Linked DNA regions of Mus musculus: region 1 is linked to region 2. A link is a contact called in public Micro-C data. All regions are on one chromosome and are shown on one strand. The core of a region is the stretch at or near the end of the contact, and the rest is flanking DNA. Distances in the headings are between cores, read along the strand shown.

Region 1 (6,929 bases), core at 496-2,995, 71 kb after region 2:
TGAGGTAGGAGGATGCCACAAGTTTGGGTCTAGGATGAGCTTCGTAGTACATTGTAGACCAAGACTGAACTATAAGCATAAGGTCTTGTTTCAAAGAGAAGAAGGGCTTACGATAGGCTGGATCCATCACCCGTGGCTAGTGGTTTGTTTAATCACTCATGTCTACTAAACCCAGGTTTTCTGCAAGAGCAGGGAGTGCTGTTAACCTCTGCGCCTTCTCTTCAACCCCTGAGTTGTTTCTTTTGTTAATAAACTAGAACTACAGTAAGGAAACATTACCTAATAGAGGATCCAACTTGAGGAGGGTGTTGTAGGGGCCTCCTGTTTATACCCAGCCACCAGGGTATAAGCCTCATGAGCTGATCTTCTGACTGAGTCTGAAGATGGGACCAGTCCTGTGAGTCTGAACCATTAATCCTGTATGTAGATAGTGTAAGAATTGAACTATTTCCAAAAATAGGTAGGTACCAGCAGGAAACTCACAGATTTGATGTGGGCAGCAGAGTGTGTAAAAATAGCAATTGAGTTTTCCCATTTGCTACTGAAAAGGCTCTCTGACAATGGGTGATTTGTAATGACAAAGTGATGTAGGGACTTACAACTGAGTCCAAAGTGCTGGTATGGAGGACATCTCAAATGAAGGCAAACTGCTAGAGAATGAAATACATGAGGAGACTCGGAGCAAGTACAATAAGGTGGCTGGAGAGTTCCACTGTTTTTCTGGGAACTTGACGCTGCACAAGTTTAAAGAGAGATAGAGCACCTCTCAGGGTCTCGTGAGTGAAATCTGAGAACTGGGCTCTTGAATTAAATGTGACCTTAAGAGAAGATCTATAGGAATAGCACTGCTGCAGAGCTGCGGCCTCACGAGCTGTCTTTTGTTCACCCTTCTAGGAAACTTATGTTTGAAGATTTTCGGGCCTGGCTTTCTAAGGTTTCCGGCATTGACCTAGAACCAACCATTGACATGTCGTGTGCGAAATACGAGTTCACTGGTAAGGAGGCTAAAGCCCAGCTGTCTAAAGATTTTGAGGCTTTAACTTCACCATGACGGGAAGGTAGCATCAGGGTACCAGCTAGCTTCGGGGTCTTCCTTGTAAGGACTCAGCTCACACACAGAAGTAACCATCATACCACAAAGGGTAAGGTAATGGTTCTCTGTGGGTGTGTGAGAGCTATTGAACGTATTTGCAGAAAAGTTCTCATACCAGCCTGCACACAGTATTGTAAAACCCAAAAGGTGATGCTATAAATTCTGTCCTAAGGCTTCTAAAAGTTCCCATCTCCTTTAACGCTGGTTTTCCTTCTCTTATTTTGAATTTAGTGAGTGGACATAGGACATGAACACATAAATAGTAATAGTCCTGTCGTCACCTGCCTTCCCTCCTCAGAGCTTTCTTTCGCCTTCCAGTTCCCCTTCAGAGCTCAGAAATGTGCACTGGAATATGTATGCCTTTTTATATGGAAGGAAAGGTTACTTAGTTTTGTCTTGCTAAATTTTGACTCAGGTTTGCTATCCTGTATGGCCTCTGGGAAGTCTAAATTGGTAAAGCGTTTTGGGGGTAAACGTAGTGATGCATGTGAAAAGCCACGGTGTTATCTTCAGTTCTCGTTCTTCTTTATCGTTTTGTTTCCTTTGAGACTTTCGTGATTCAGGTTGGCCTCAGTCTAACAGAGACCGTCTGCCTCTTGAATGACACCACATCCAGCTTAAATAGAAGGGTCAAGCATACCACAAATAATTGTGGTATTTTACTTGAAAGACAGTTGCAGTCCTGAGATTCCATAGGCCTGAACACTGCAGTCAGTCTTCCTCCGTGAGAGTTTCAGAGTCGGAAACTCGACAGGTCTGTGTTGTTCCCATCTAATTCATAGGCCTCGTTCACTAGTTACTATTCGATCCTTGAGGCAAAAGGACAGCATCCACTTGTCCTGTCTGCTGAGCCTCCTGCACTCTACAATAACCTCCTGGGCTCCTAGACTTCCTGGACCTTGATGCATCTAAAGACTTATAGACAGTTATCTGTTAACAACTCCTTCAGTCTAGGTTTACCTGGTGTTTCCTTATAATTGAGTGATTCTCCTTGAGACGTGCATTTGGAAGGAGTGTCATAGCTAATGCTGAGCTTTTCTGAATCCTGCTGGATGATTCAAAGTATGTGTCATCTTCTTAGTGATGGGACCTGTGACCTTGGAGGACTTACAGGGAGGCCAGTCTCAGATTGCCACTCTTTCCTCCTATCCGTACACACTTTGTGCCAGGTGCTTTTGCTGTTTGTTTTGCTGTTAGGATTAAACCCAGGGTCTCAACTTGCTAGGCAGATGCTACTCTGAGCTGTATCCTCAGCCCTTCCCTTACCTTCCCTTCCCTCTCTCTTCCCTCTCTCTTCCCTTTCTCTCCTTCTCTCTCTCCTTTTTTTTTGATGGGCATCTAAGTCACCTAGGTTGCCTTTGAACCCACCCTGTAGCCCAGATTGGCCTTAAACTTGATTCTCTTGCTCAACCTCTGCAGTAGCTAGGATTGTAAGGCTTTGCTACCAGGCCTTTAAGAATTATGGGACTGGAAGAATTATGGGAGACAAACCAAGAACCTTGGACATGCTGCTTCCAGATTATGTAACTGTCATGCTTTTCACCAAACTTTGGTTCAGTTCTTTTCACACGGTAATTTTACTATTGCTAAATTACTGCAGGTTAAGTTGCCCTGAGGTGGCTTGGTTCTGTGGGTTAAAGGCACTTGCCACTAAATCTGACAATCTGGGTTACATTCCTGAGACCTACATGGTGGAAGGGGAGGACCAGCTTCCTATGTTGTCCTCTAATCCACATGTCCCTCGTCTGCCACTAACATCAAAATAAATAAATGTTTAAATTAAAAAAACAACAACAACAAAGGAACGTATATACCCAGGAACTCTAAGATTCATTAAGGCATTCTTTGGAATAGCCAAGAAATACAAACAATTTAATAACAAATAGAAATGCAATTAAAGAGAAGGTACATAGTGCCTCTATATAGTATAATAACTGCAGCCAATAGAAGTGATGTCAGGGGTGTATATTGATATGGAAAGACTCGCTTTGTAATTTTGAAAAACCCAGCCCACAACCCACCACTATAGCATTAACATTTCTTCAAGTAAATGCATGTTCTTGAGGGGAAAATACTACAAAAGTATGTGGGAAAATAGTGTTTGTAACTGTGTTGTAGATCTGTCTGGATTCATTGTGCTTAAAACTTCCTATACTGTCTGAGCTTTGTTGCTTCCTTTACAAAGGAGAAGTGTCATTTTAAAACTGCAAGCCAGTTAAAGCTGGAGTCAGCCTTACAGATCTGTGTCGGGGCTGAGTGAGTACAGAAGCAGATAGCAGCTGCTGTGTGTGCAGAGATCTAAATGACGCTCTGTGTGCTTGTGCTTGCAGATGCTCTGCTCTGCCATGATGATGAACTGGAGGGGCGCCGGATCGCTTTCATTCTGTACCTGGTTCCTTCTTGGGACAGGGACTTGGGGGGCACCCTGGACCTTTATGACACTGATGGTAAGATGGACGTTGACCACGTCCAGATAGCCACTTCTAATTCCAAACATTTGCCTCAGGACAACCACTCTGACATATGATGTGTCAAATGAGAGAGAAACCGTGTATTAGCACAGTGACTACCACAGGTGGAATTAATGCGAGCCTGACAACCACCTCTTGAAGTTACATTTCAAGTTAGTTCTCCAGAGACAAAGCTGATCCGGATGAGAAGTGGGCCTTGCTCCTGTGTACTGACCACGGAAGGGTTAAAAAGCACATGTGCGTATGAGTCTGCTAACAGCACTCTGACAAGAAATCAGGTCTTTTGAGGGGGTACTCTCCACAGGTTGACTCCAGGAAAATAAGAACCTAATCTGGCTCTCATCAGCAATAGGTAGACAATGTGGTAGAATCGCGTATCACCTAGCTGAACGAGCAAGTTTGAGTGACAGGTAGGAGGGACTGTTTGAGACTGCCGAGAACCGGATGAGGCAGCCTGAAAGAGTTAATGATGCTGGACCTATTCATGGTGTCTTCTCTCCCGATGCAGAACACTTGCAGCCAAAGCAGATTGTCAAGTCTCTTATCCCTTCCTGGAACAAACTGGTTTTCTTTGAAGTGTCTCCAGTATCCTTTCACCAGGTAAAGAACGTAAAAGAAACCTACAGTACACTAGGGATCAGGGGTCTGGCTCTCTGATCACCCGTATCTAACTGTGTCTCCTTCCCATTGAACTCGCTGTCCCAGCCCGATGGGTTCAAACTAATGTGCCTTGATCAGTGCCTTCATCCGTCATCCTTTGTGTTGATGTGCCAACGGTCTTGCTCTTGCAGGTGTCTGAAGTCCTGTCTGAAGAAACATCACGTTTGTCTATAAGTGGCTGGTTTTATGGTCCTTCATTAACCAGGCCTCCTACCTACTTTGAGCCCCCAATCCCTCGAAACCCTCACATCCCACAAGATGTAAGCATAAATTATGGGAATTCTTACCTTGCGTACATACTGTAGCATATCAGTTGTTTTTCTGTCTTTACTTGGGAGGACCATGAGAGCTGACATGTATTTTGCAGCATTAGACATCAAACCAGGGGCCTTACATATGTTAACCAAGAACTCTTCCAATGAACTATGTACCCAGCATGTTTTTCTGATCTTAAAATTGGGTTTTGCCAGTGCTGGAACTCGACTTGGAACATCCACTTTTCGTACATAGATTTTGACAATGTTTTCCAGTACTCTTTGTTTGATAGGAGAAACATGAAAAGTGAGAGCTGTGGACTGGTGTAAGGACAGAAGCTGTAGAGACTAACGCATCTCCTCTATCTGCTGCTTCTCTTGTAAGCATGAAATTTTATATGAGTGGATCAACCCTGCTTACCTGGAAATGGATTATCAAATGCAAATTCAAGAAGAATTTGAAGAAAGGTCTGAAATTCTCCTGAAGGAGTTTCTTAAGGTAGGCCACCATACCCTGGTTTCTATGTGTTGTCTGACATTTCATCTTGGTAAAATTGACTGCATCAAGATTTATTTTCCTTCTTAGTTCAGATGTTTATGTATTCTCTTCAAATGAAATACACAAATCATGATAGTAGGCATTGCTGTCAGGTGTATGCATGATATCCCCAGAATTCTATGAACTCTTTCTTTTAAGGTTTATCTTTTGTTTTTAAATAAAAACATGAATGTATGCACACATGCATGTGGGTGCTTAAATGCCAGAAGAAGGCATCAGATCCCCTGCCCCTGAATCAGTTCCAGATGGGGGTTCTCTGTAAACAGCACTGTAACCACTGCGCCCTCTCGCCTGTATTCCTCCAGGACTGTATTGCTCAGTGTACACCCGCGCACATGCACATTTCTTCCCTAATAGGGACCCTGGTATCTAGTTTGGGTTTTTTTCTTTTCATTTGGTTAGTGTGGTACTTGTTATTTTTAGTAAATAGATTGCTAGTGGATTTTAATAGATAGTTGATCTAATACTGAATGTTTGACCATCATGAGGCAACTTGAGGAGGAAGAGAGCTGAAGTCAGAAGTCATGTCCTGGCTCAGGTGTCCCTGACCTGAGCAGCCGGTCTCACTAGGTGTCTGTTGTGTTCCTGGTTACAATGGGATGAGAGCCACCTTGCCTTACTTACTGTTGTGAGAGCGGAGTGAAATAACACATACTGAGAGAGTACGTCATGACCACGGTGGATACGTGGACATACATTCCCAAGGGCTCTTCCTCCGTCAAAAAGGAGGAGGGGTTCTATAAACTGACTCTGTCAGAATTTCACAGCTGACATTGAATGGTACAGAATTCGAGGGGCATTATCTTGTTACAGAAATAATAGTAGCTAAACCACTGTGTGTAACTCCATCTCCAGGGGACCCATAGGCAATGCACAGATACATAAACATTCAGGCAAAATACCCACATGCATATAATAATTTGTTTTGTTTTGTTTTGTTTTGTTTGTTGTTTTTGAGACAGGGTTTTGCTGGCTGTCCTGGAACTCACTCTGTAGACCAAGGTGGCCTTGAACTCAGAAATCCACCTGTCTCTGCCTCCCAAGTGCTGGGATTAAAGCTCAGATCCCTAGCACCCACATGGGCATGTGGGTTTTTTTGCTTATCTTATGGGACTGGAGACAAGAGGGTGGAATCGCTGGCTACCAACCTAATGGGGAGAGGATCAAGGAACCACAAGCTGCAGGTTCAGTGAGGGACCAGTGGAAGAAATACTTCTCTGGCTTATACCCACGCATGCATGGGTGCATGTATTCATGTGTACATATTCATATACATCACACGTATATATGCAAATAAAAATCTTTAATAATAAATAGACTGACAATACTTGGCTCTTTTTAGGTACAGGTGCCACAGAGATCTTGTGGGAAAGAGGAAATATTCAAATGGCCCTCTCTGGAATCAGCCAGCTGATATCCTACAGAGCTGCTCCTCCTGCTGGAATAGTGAGGGACTGCAGGAGGATTTGCTCACTTCTTTTATTTGCTTCTTTTCCAGCCTGAGAAATTTGCAGAGGTCTGTGAAGCCTTGGAGAAAGGAGATGTGGAATGGAAAAGCCATGGTCCCCCAAACAAAAGGTAGAGGTCGCCATCACAGGCGACTCCATCTGGATTTAGCATCTCCCTCTCATCCGTGTTGCTCATCCCCAGTAGCACACTTGCCTTAACGTTTAGTTCCCCAGGCTGTGCTGTAGCAGGTCCTAGCAGACACTCACTAGTATCATTAAGTTGTGCCATCATTTAGGGAGAAGGGCTCAAAGCTAATGGCCCGCTTTGATTGCTCGGGCAACCTGACGTGTGGGGCTGAGGGGCTGGCCATCGCTGCTTTCCAGGTTTTATGAGAAAGCAGAAGAAAATAACCTCCCTGACGTGCTGAAGGAATGCATGGGCCT
Region 2 (6,988 bases), core at 1,930-4,429:
TCCTTCTGTCTTTAAAGCTCTCTTCCCTTCCCCACTTCCACCCTACCCCTTCACCTGAAGGGTGGTACCCTTGCAGTCAGTATTTCTCCTGGTTTTGTACCTCAACTTCTACTTTTCTAAAGATCATTCCTAGTCACACATTCCTCACTAAAAAACAACCCATGGCTGTGCTCTCTAATCCCAATACTCAGGAGGCTGAGGCAGGGGGATCATGAGTTCAAGCCAACCTGGACTAGAGAACCTATCTCCGAAAGCAGGGAGACGAGGGTGTAGTGCAGTAGCAAAACCCTTGCCTAGCAGGCCCAGGCCCTAGACTTAGTGTCCAGCATGAGGAAAGAAGAGAAGGGGACAGAGGCAGAGGGGAGGAAAGAAGGAGCCCGAACATATAAGCAATACCCAGGATTAACTCCCAAGAGCTCCACCAGGGAGGGAGAGACCAGGGAGGGAGAGAGGAAGGGATGAAAAAGAAAAGAATTTCCTTTGACAAACCCTTCCCAAGTTCCCAGTACAACCTCACCACAGCCTGAGCAACTGTTTCCTTCCTATACACCAACCATCTTGCCAACCTTTGAGCTTACACACAACCCACCCTTCCCAAGAAGACTCTTGTCTGCCTTGAGGGCACTGCAATTGCTGAGCTGAGTACAGTCCACTCACAGAGACACACTTTTTGTTCCTTTGCTTGTTTGTTTGTTTTTGTTTTTGTTTTTCGAGACAGGGTTTCTCTGTGTAGCCCTGGCTGTCCTGGAACTCACTCTGTAGACCAAGCTGGCCTCGAACTCAGAAATCCTCCTGCCTCTGCCTCCCAAGTGCTGGCACTAAAAGCATGCACCACCACACCCAGCTCAGAGACAGACTTTTAGCCAGGTTTGGTGGCACATGCCTTCAGTTCCAACACTCAGGAGGAAAAAAGGCAGGCAGGCTGTTCTACATAGAATTCCATGTCAGACAGAACCCTATTCCAAAAACCAAATACACAGCTTCAGAAAAATACAAAAACAAAAAGTATTTGGACAATTTCCTTGAGCCAACAGCATGCCTCAAAGTTACAAGGTGCAGAGACATGCACACACACACACACACACACACACACACACACAACACTTTGGAGGCAAAGAAACAAAAAAAATGTATTTGATAATTCTTATGTAATTCTTTATATTGTTCACTCTTGTTGATACTTCCTTCTGAATGTTTGCTTAAATCAAGGAGTCTCAGCGTGGGCTTGGGTCACAGTAAGGTAGACCTGGTAGTGAGCACTGCCACAGGTAAAACACAAGCAAGTTCCCGACTGGTGTGGGCTGCCTGCCTTACTACCTGAGCACTCACTAGTCAGCACCAGCTTATTATCGTGTCAAGGCTCTGAGGTAGCACTCTTAGTACATTCAGGCCTGGATTTAATCTTTTGTTCCAGACAGGGAGAGAAGAGGGGAGGGAGACAAAGAAGAGAGGAGTGAATGGAAAGAAATGGAAGTGGTCCCTGAAAACTTGGCTGTGCTATGAGAAACCAGCAAGGTCATGCACCCTATCCCCGCCACCCTATCCCCGCCACACTATTCACATGTCATGGAGCTCCTTGTGCCCTCCTGACCACTCACTAGTTCTCATCTTAAACAGTCAGCAATTCTTACCATGGCATTTAGCTGAGAGTTGCTTGCCTGCGTGATGCCAAGAATGTTGGTAGTGTGCATCACTTCAACTGAAAAACTTGGCAGCCAGCTTGCAATCCGGGACCCTAAGACAAATCAGAGTCCAACACAAGAATTAGTGCCCTGGTCCCTGCCCCAGTGTCATCTGTTTCCAGGCACTCTACCAAGTGCCTGAGGGCTTTCTTTATGCTTTCCTTTTTTGCCAAGTGTTTTCTCCAGATTAGTTTATTCTGTCCTCACCAAAACCTACACGTGCTTTCCACTCCCCTGAGAGATGTGACTCTGGCCCCAACCTTGGTCTTTGGTCCCTGAGGCACTGAGAAGTTAGGGAAACACATCCAAGACCACACAGGTTAATGACGTGGCAGAACGTGAGGCCAGACAGCCATTCCACCTGCAATCCCTTCTCTCGTCAAGGGTTCCCATGACTCCGAAACTGCTCTAGCAGCTCAGGTCCACTCCTCTGCTACAACCAGCACAAATTACTCCTCATGTGGATGAGCCATTTCCATCATTACCTTCATGAAGTACTTTCTGCTTAATATAACTTAACCTTGGTCTGGGCATTGTGCTGAATGCCTTGTTTTAAATAGGTATAGGGGTGTTCTCTTACCCATTCAAGAGAGGTACACACCTCCATTCCCTAATATACACCTTTACTCTGATCATTTGGGAGACAGAGGCAGAAGGATCTCTGTGAATTCAAGGTCAGCCTGGTCAACATAGTGAACCCCAAGCCAGCAAGGGCTACACAATGAAACAGTGCCTTGCGGAATGGGGGGTTGGTTACCTTAGTTTTCAGATTATAAATTCTTTTTCAAAGCGTTCTCCAACATAGGTTTGTGGAGTGATGTAATCATTAGCAGGTGTCGTTTCTATTGTTTTAGGATCACAATTCAAAGCCATCATGTGCCAACTACAAAACATTCAGATCAAGCTTCAGAGCTTCATGTGTGGGGTTGTATTGCTTTACGACCAAGCTGCAGCATGCGATACAAGGGATCTTGCCAAAACAAGGGACAAAGTGATGGGATATATATATATATCTCCATCTCCAAGATCTGCCAACACATTTCAGAAGCTGTACCTAGTAAGCAAGTCTGGTGGTGCAGGTCTGTAATCCCAGCTTCTTGGGAGGTACAGACAAGAGAATTAACAAGTGAAAAGCCAGCCTGAGAAACATCATGAGACCCTGTCTCAAAGAGAAATCAGAAAATGGCTGGAACTACATGGCTCAGAGGTAAGGGGCTGGACTAGCACGCTGAGGCCCACATGGAAGAGTTCAGCACTGAGCGAGAACAAGCTTGTGCTTGGCTCTTAGGAATCGCTGTCTGTCTGGAAGCTTTACCTGTCAAATAAAGCTGACTGGCTGGCTGTAGCTGAGGCAGGAAATTCCATGGGAAGCAAGGATTCTGGGACAGAGCCAGATGTGAAGGATTTGCCCCAGGAACATGGAGAAGGGCAGAAGCATGGGAGAGGAACAAAGGTAACCAGCCACATGGTACAACTAGAATAGAATAATGGGATGACTACTCTATGAGTCAGCTGGGAACAGTCAAAGCTTGCGGCCAAGGTGTCTGTAAATACCGTTTGAGTCTCAGGAGCTCGGGGCTGTGGGGAAAAACCCCACTTTTACACTTGGGATGGTTCTCTTTATGAGTCACCATGTAACCCCAACTGGTCTGGAACTCTCTATGTAGACCAGGTTGGCCTGAAACTCACAGAGATCCGCCTGCCTCTGCCCCTGCCTCTGCCTCCCATGTGCTGGGACTAAAGGTCTGTGCTCTACTCCCTTTGTTAATAACAGAACCAAAACAGCTCCTTGAAGCTCCTTCAGACGCTGGCCTCTTCTCCCCTTGAGCCTTTCAGGACTGTACCAATACTCTTACGATATTTCACCCTGAGATTAACTTAAATCAGAGTCTGAACAGCACCTCTCCTAAGAAAATTCCAGAGCAGGAATTCATCAACCCATGGCACTGGAATTGATGGGCTCAGTATCCACTGGGAGGCGTGACTCCAGGAGAGATAGATAATCAGCCCCTATAAATACCCATGACTTTAGAATCCAAGCTGCAGGACTAGCCATGCTTTATGAAGAAAGCAACAGGGCTCCCTTCAGATTCCACCTATGTCCTCCCTGAGAGGACAACTCAAGGAACCTTCATCATAAGTTTACATAACACACCAATACAACCAACTTTTAGCAAAGGCTAACTATTGAACTAGTTATGTGGGTTCCTTAAAGACACACTAATTCAGTTTCACTACTTCCACCTCCCCACCTCACCCTCCACCTCCTTTGTTTTTCAAGACAAGGTCTCTGTGTAGCCCTGGCTGCCCTGAAAATCATTCTGTAGACAGGCTGGCCTCTGCCTCCTGAGTGCTGGGATTAAAGCCATGCACCACTGACCGTCTCACCCCACTTATTAATGACACAGAATAACCCCTCAGTTCCACCTACTCATCCGTCCACCCTGAACACTTCTGAAACTGAGGCATAAGGCAGACACGGTGGCTACAAACCTGTAAACATAACTCTAGAGAAACTAAGGCACAACAACCCTAGGTTCAAGGCCAGTCTGTGATACACAGAAAAAACAAAAACAAAACAAAACAAAAAAACCTGTATTAAAACTAAATAAAGGAAGTTAAAATGTAATACAAGGCTGGCAAGATAACCCATCAAGTGAAGGTTCTTATCTAAACCTGATAAGCCAGTTAGTCCCCAGGATCCGTAACACAAGAATAGAACCAATGTTCACAAATTGCCCTCTGACCTCCACAGGGATACCATGTAGTATACATATACATGCACTACAAACATAACCACACAGAATAAATGAATTTAGTAAAGGACAGTAAAAAAATTTTAAGTACTAGTAAACTTGTCTATACAGGGCAGTTTACAAATCCTAACAGTATCACTTTAGCAGAAAGCCACACGGATAGCTGTAGAAGTTGGAGCCACTTTACCATCGAAGTGGAAGAAGTGATTGTGCTGGTTCAAGCGAGGCCTGCCTTCGGCAGCTGCTACAGGAACCAAGTTCTCGTCCAGGTTCTCTCCTTGATGGTCTTCCCTGGCACGACTGCCATCAGCAATATTAAGAGACATTCTGCATGTTGGACAAGAGGTGTCTTGTTCTAGCCAAGAACGAAGGCAGGAGCTATCAAAGAGTTCAAAGGAAGAGATAGAACATATTCAATTCTCTTCAGCATATTTTGTGAGAAATCACCAGAATTACTGTTTTTCTCATTTCGCTTTACTTGTATTTACCAGTAACCAGATGTAAATGCTGACAAATACTTGTGGCCACCACCTCTACTGCAGACATCTACCATCCTCTGGCTATGGTCCCTCCTCCACCACTTCATGGCCTGGCTTCTCACCTCCAGCTCCATTCGGCTACTGCAGAGCCCATGTGGCTCACTCAGCCAGCATTCAGCCTCTTCCACCCTGGACTGCTTTACTCCAACGATCTTCCTATTTACTACACAGCTACCGACCAATATGGCTATAACCATGGCCTTTTCTTCAAAACACTGGCTCTGTAGAGCTCATTCACTCCTCTCTATCCAGCACCTCACTTAAAATTCTTCAGTGGTCCCTGCCCATCCAGCAGCTCTCCAGCCCTGGCCGACATCTACCCCACTGGCAGACACACTCCTTCTTCCACCATGAATCCCACGCTGGCTTCTATCTGATTCCATCAACACACCAACTCTGCCCTCTGCTGGAGCTGCTCCTTGTGCCTCCCATTTTACACCCTCCTGACCTGCTCTGCCTTCAAAGATCTCACTCCTGCTAAAAGTCACTTCCTCCTAATCTGAATCAGATTCCTATGTTACTACTCTTCAGAGTCCTGTTTCCCTCCCTCCCTTCTCTCTCTCTCTCTCTCTGTCTCTCTCTCTCTCAGTTTTTTGAGATGGGGTTTCCCTGTGTAGTCTTGGAACTCACTCTGTACACCAGACTGGCCTTAAATTCAGAGATTCTACCTCCTGAGTGCTGGGATTAAAGGCAGGCACCAGTACTTCAGAGGCCTGTTTTTCTAAAACACACCTCTAAATCTAGCAGTAGCAAAATACTAAATCCATGTACAAAATTATTTTTCTTAGTCTTGATAGCTCTGAAATATGAGATCTTCTCTGATCTTGGAGATTTATGGAAGGGCCAAGCCTGTGATCTTTGCTAATGGATCACTCAAGTGTTCTTGGTTCCACTTCAACCCAGTTCTCTAGAACTCAAAATGGGGAAAATTTTTGAAGAAAGCTAATAAATAGAAATTAAGTTGGCTAATGCGGATAAAGAAACATCTAAAGGCAAAAAAAAAAAAAAAGGCTCACAGGTTAAAAAATAAATGCTAGTCACAGGTTTCCAAGCAACATCACCAACAAGGCCAGGCTGAGGTAACATTCCTGCTCTCGTGCTGGGAATATGTTCAAAGCCACTGAAAAAGGACAGAAACCCATTCCCAAACACCCTGTACACAGCTCCTACTTGTGAAAAAGATGTCCACAGGGCAGTTTCCTTGCAGCCTGCATGGAGTCCCAGCAGATTGCACAGTCATCATTATTGACAGCTAGTTCCTCTGGAGTTGCAACAGCAAACCTGTAGAACACACAGCAGGCCCAGGAGGAACTCATCAATTTCACACACCGCCAAATGACACCACTGCAATCAGACCCCCAGAGATCCAAACTGTCCCTAAGAAGACAAAAAGGAGTACCCACTAATGCTGCCCTTGCTGGTGTGGGCCAGCCTCTCACAAGCTGGCAAGGGAGAGTGTCGGCAGTGAGAGAGCCATGTCCACAAGCAGACATGTTTAAGTCGTGATCAAGACACACCTTCACAAAACAAACATGTCAGAAGAACCCCAGGAGCTTCCAATCAGTAGCAACAACAGACACTGACTAAAAATAAGAACCCTGAATCTCTGGAACCCTCCCCACATCCCAGGAAGGAAGTTCTATGTCATCCCTAAAAGAAAGCCATACTTTCTTACCTGGCTTCCATGTTTCCTACCACTCGCAAATAATTCTTGTGTCGACGGATTCGACGCTGTACCTCATGGAACAGGTAACGAAGTTGCATAAAGATGACCAAGCTAGCCATAGATAACCAGATGTTGCCAAATAACTAAAAAAAGATAGAGGGAAGTAAATTATACAATAAAAACAAATGTGAAGGGCTAAGGACACAGCTCAACACTGAGTAAAGGAGTAAGATACTGAGTTAGAATCTCTAGCACCCATAGAAAAGCCAGGCCTGAGCCAGTCAGTTAATCCTGGAAGATCTGTGTGTATTCCAGGCCAGCCTAGTCTATGGACAGAGTTCCAGG

What was found. Hi-C and Micro-C count contacts between places; a contact is called where the count stands out from the background.
Region 1: a contact with region 2 is called in a Micro-C map of trophoblast stem cells, with 2.2 times the contacts expected there. The contact joins two enhancer-like sites. A contact is called at or near these places in 1 of 15 datasets of contacts at CTCF or cohesin (pro-B cells), 19 of 484 Hi-C or Micro-C datasets (the G1E-ER4 cell line, the HL-1 cell line, bone marrow-derived dendritic cells and 11 more), 4 of 115 datasets of contacts at active chromatin or transcription factors (the 230-238 cell line, CD8 T cells, cardiomyocytes and 1 more) and 3 of 9 other capture datasets (adipose tissue, liver and pancreatic islet).

What each region holds. Positions count from the first base shown.
Region 1 is chr8:94,051,181-94,058,109 of GRCm38.p6, forward strand. It overlaps Ogfod1 (2-oxoglutarate and iron-dependent oxygenase domain containing 1), which reads left to right. Exons shown (of 13, transcript NM_177767.4): 4 at 895-995; 5 at 3,424-3,540; 6 at 4,073-4,164; 7 at 4,356-4,484; 8 at 4,864-4,977; 9 at 6,536-6,615; 10 at 6,870-6,929. Among named protein-coding and RNA genes, the nearest start is that of Ogfod1, 17 kb to the left of the region's middle. Within about 2 kb of position 1,746, at least 23 of the 459 cell types and tissues checked have an H3K27ac peak or open chromatin away from gene starts, as enhancers often do. A contact at or near this core is called in trophoblast stem cells, where this site is marked.
Region 2 is chr8:93,978,687-93,985,674 of GRCm38.p6, forward strand. It overlaps Amfr (autocrine motility factor receptor), which reads right to left. Exons shown (of 14, transcript NM_011787.2): 7 at 6,653-6,786; 8 at 6,148-6,258; 9 at 4,626-4,816; 10 at 1,632-1,735. Among named protein-coding and RNA genes, the nearest start is that of Amfr, 30 kb to the right of the region's middle. Within about 2 kb of position 3,180, at least 44 of the 459 cell types and tissues checked have an H3K27ac peak or open chromatin away from gene starts, as enhancers often do. A contact at or near this core is called in trophoblast stem cells, where this site is marked.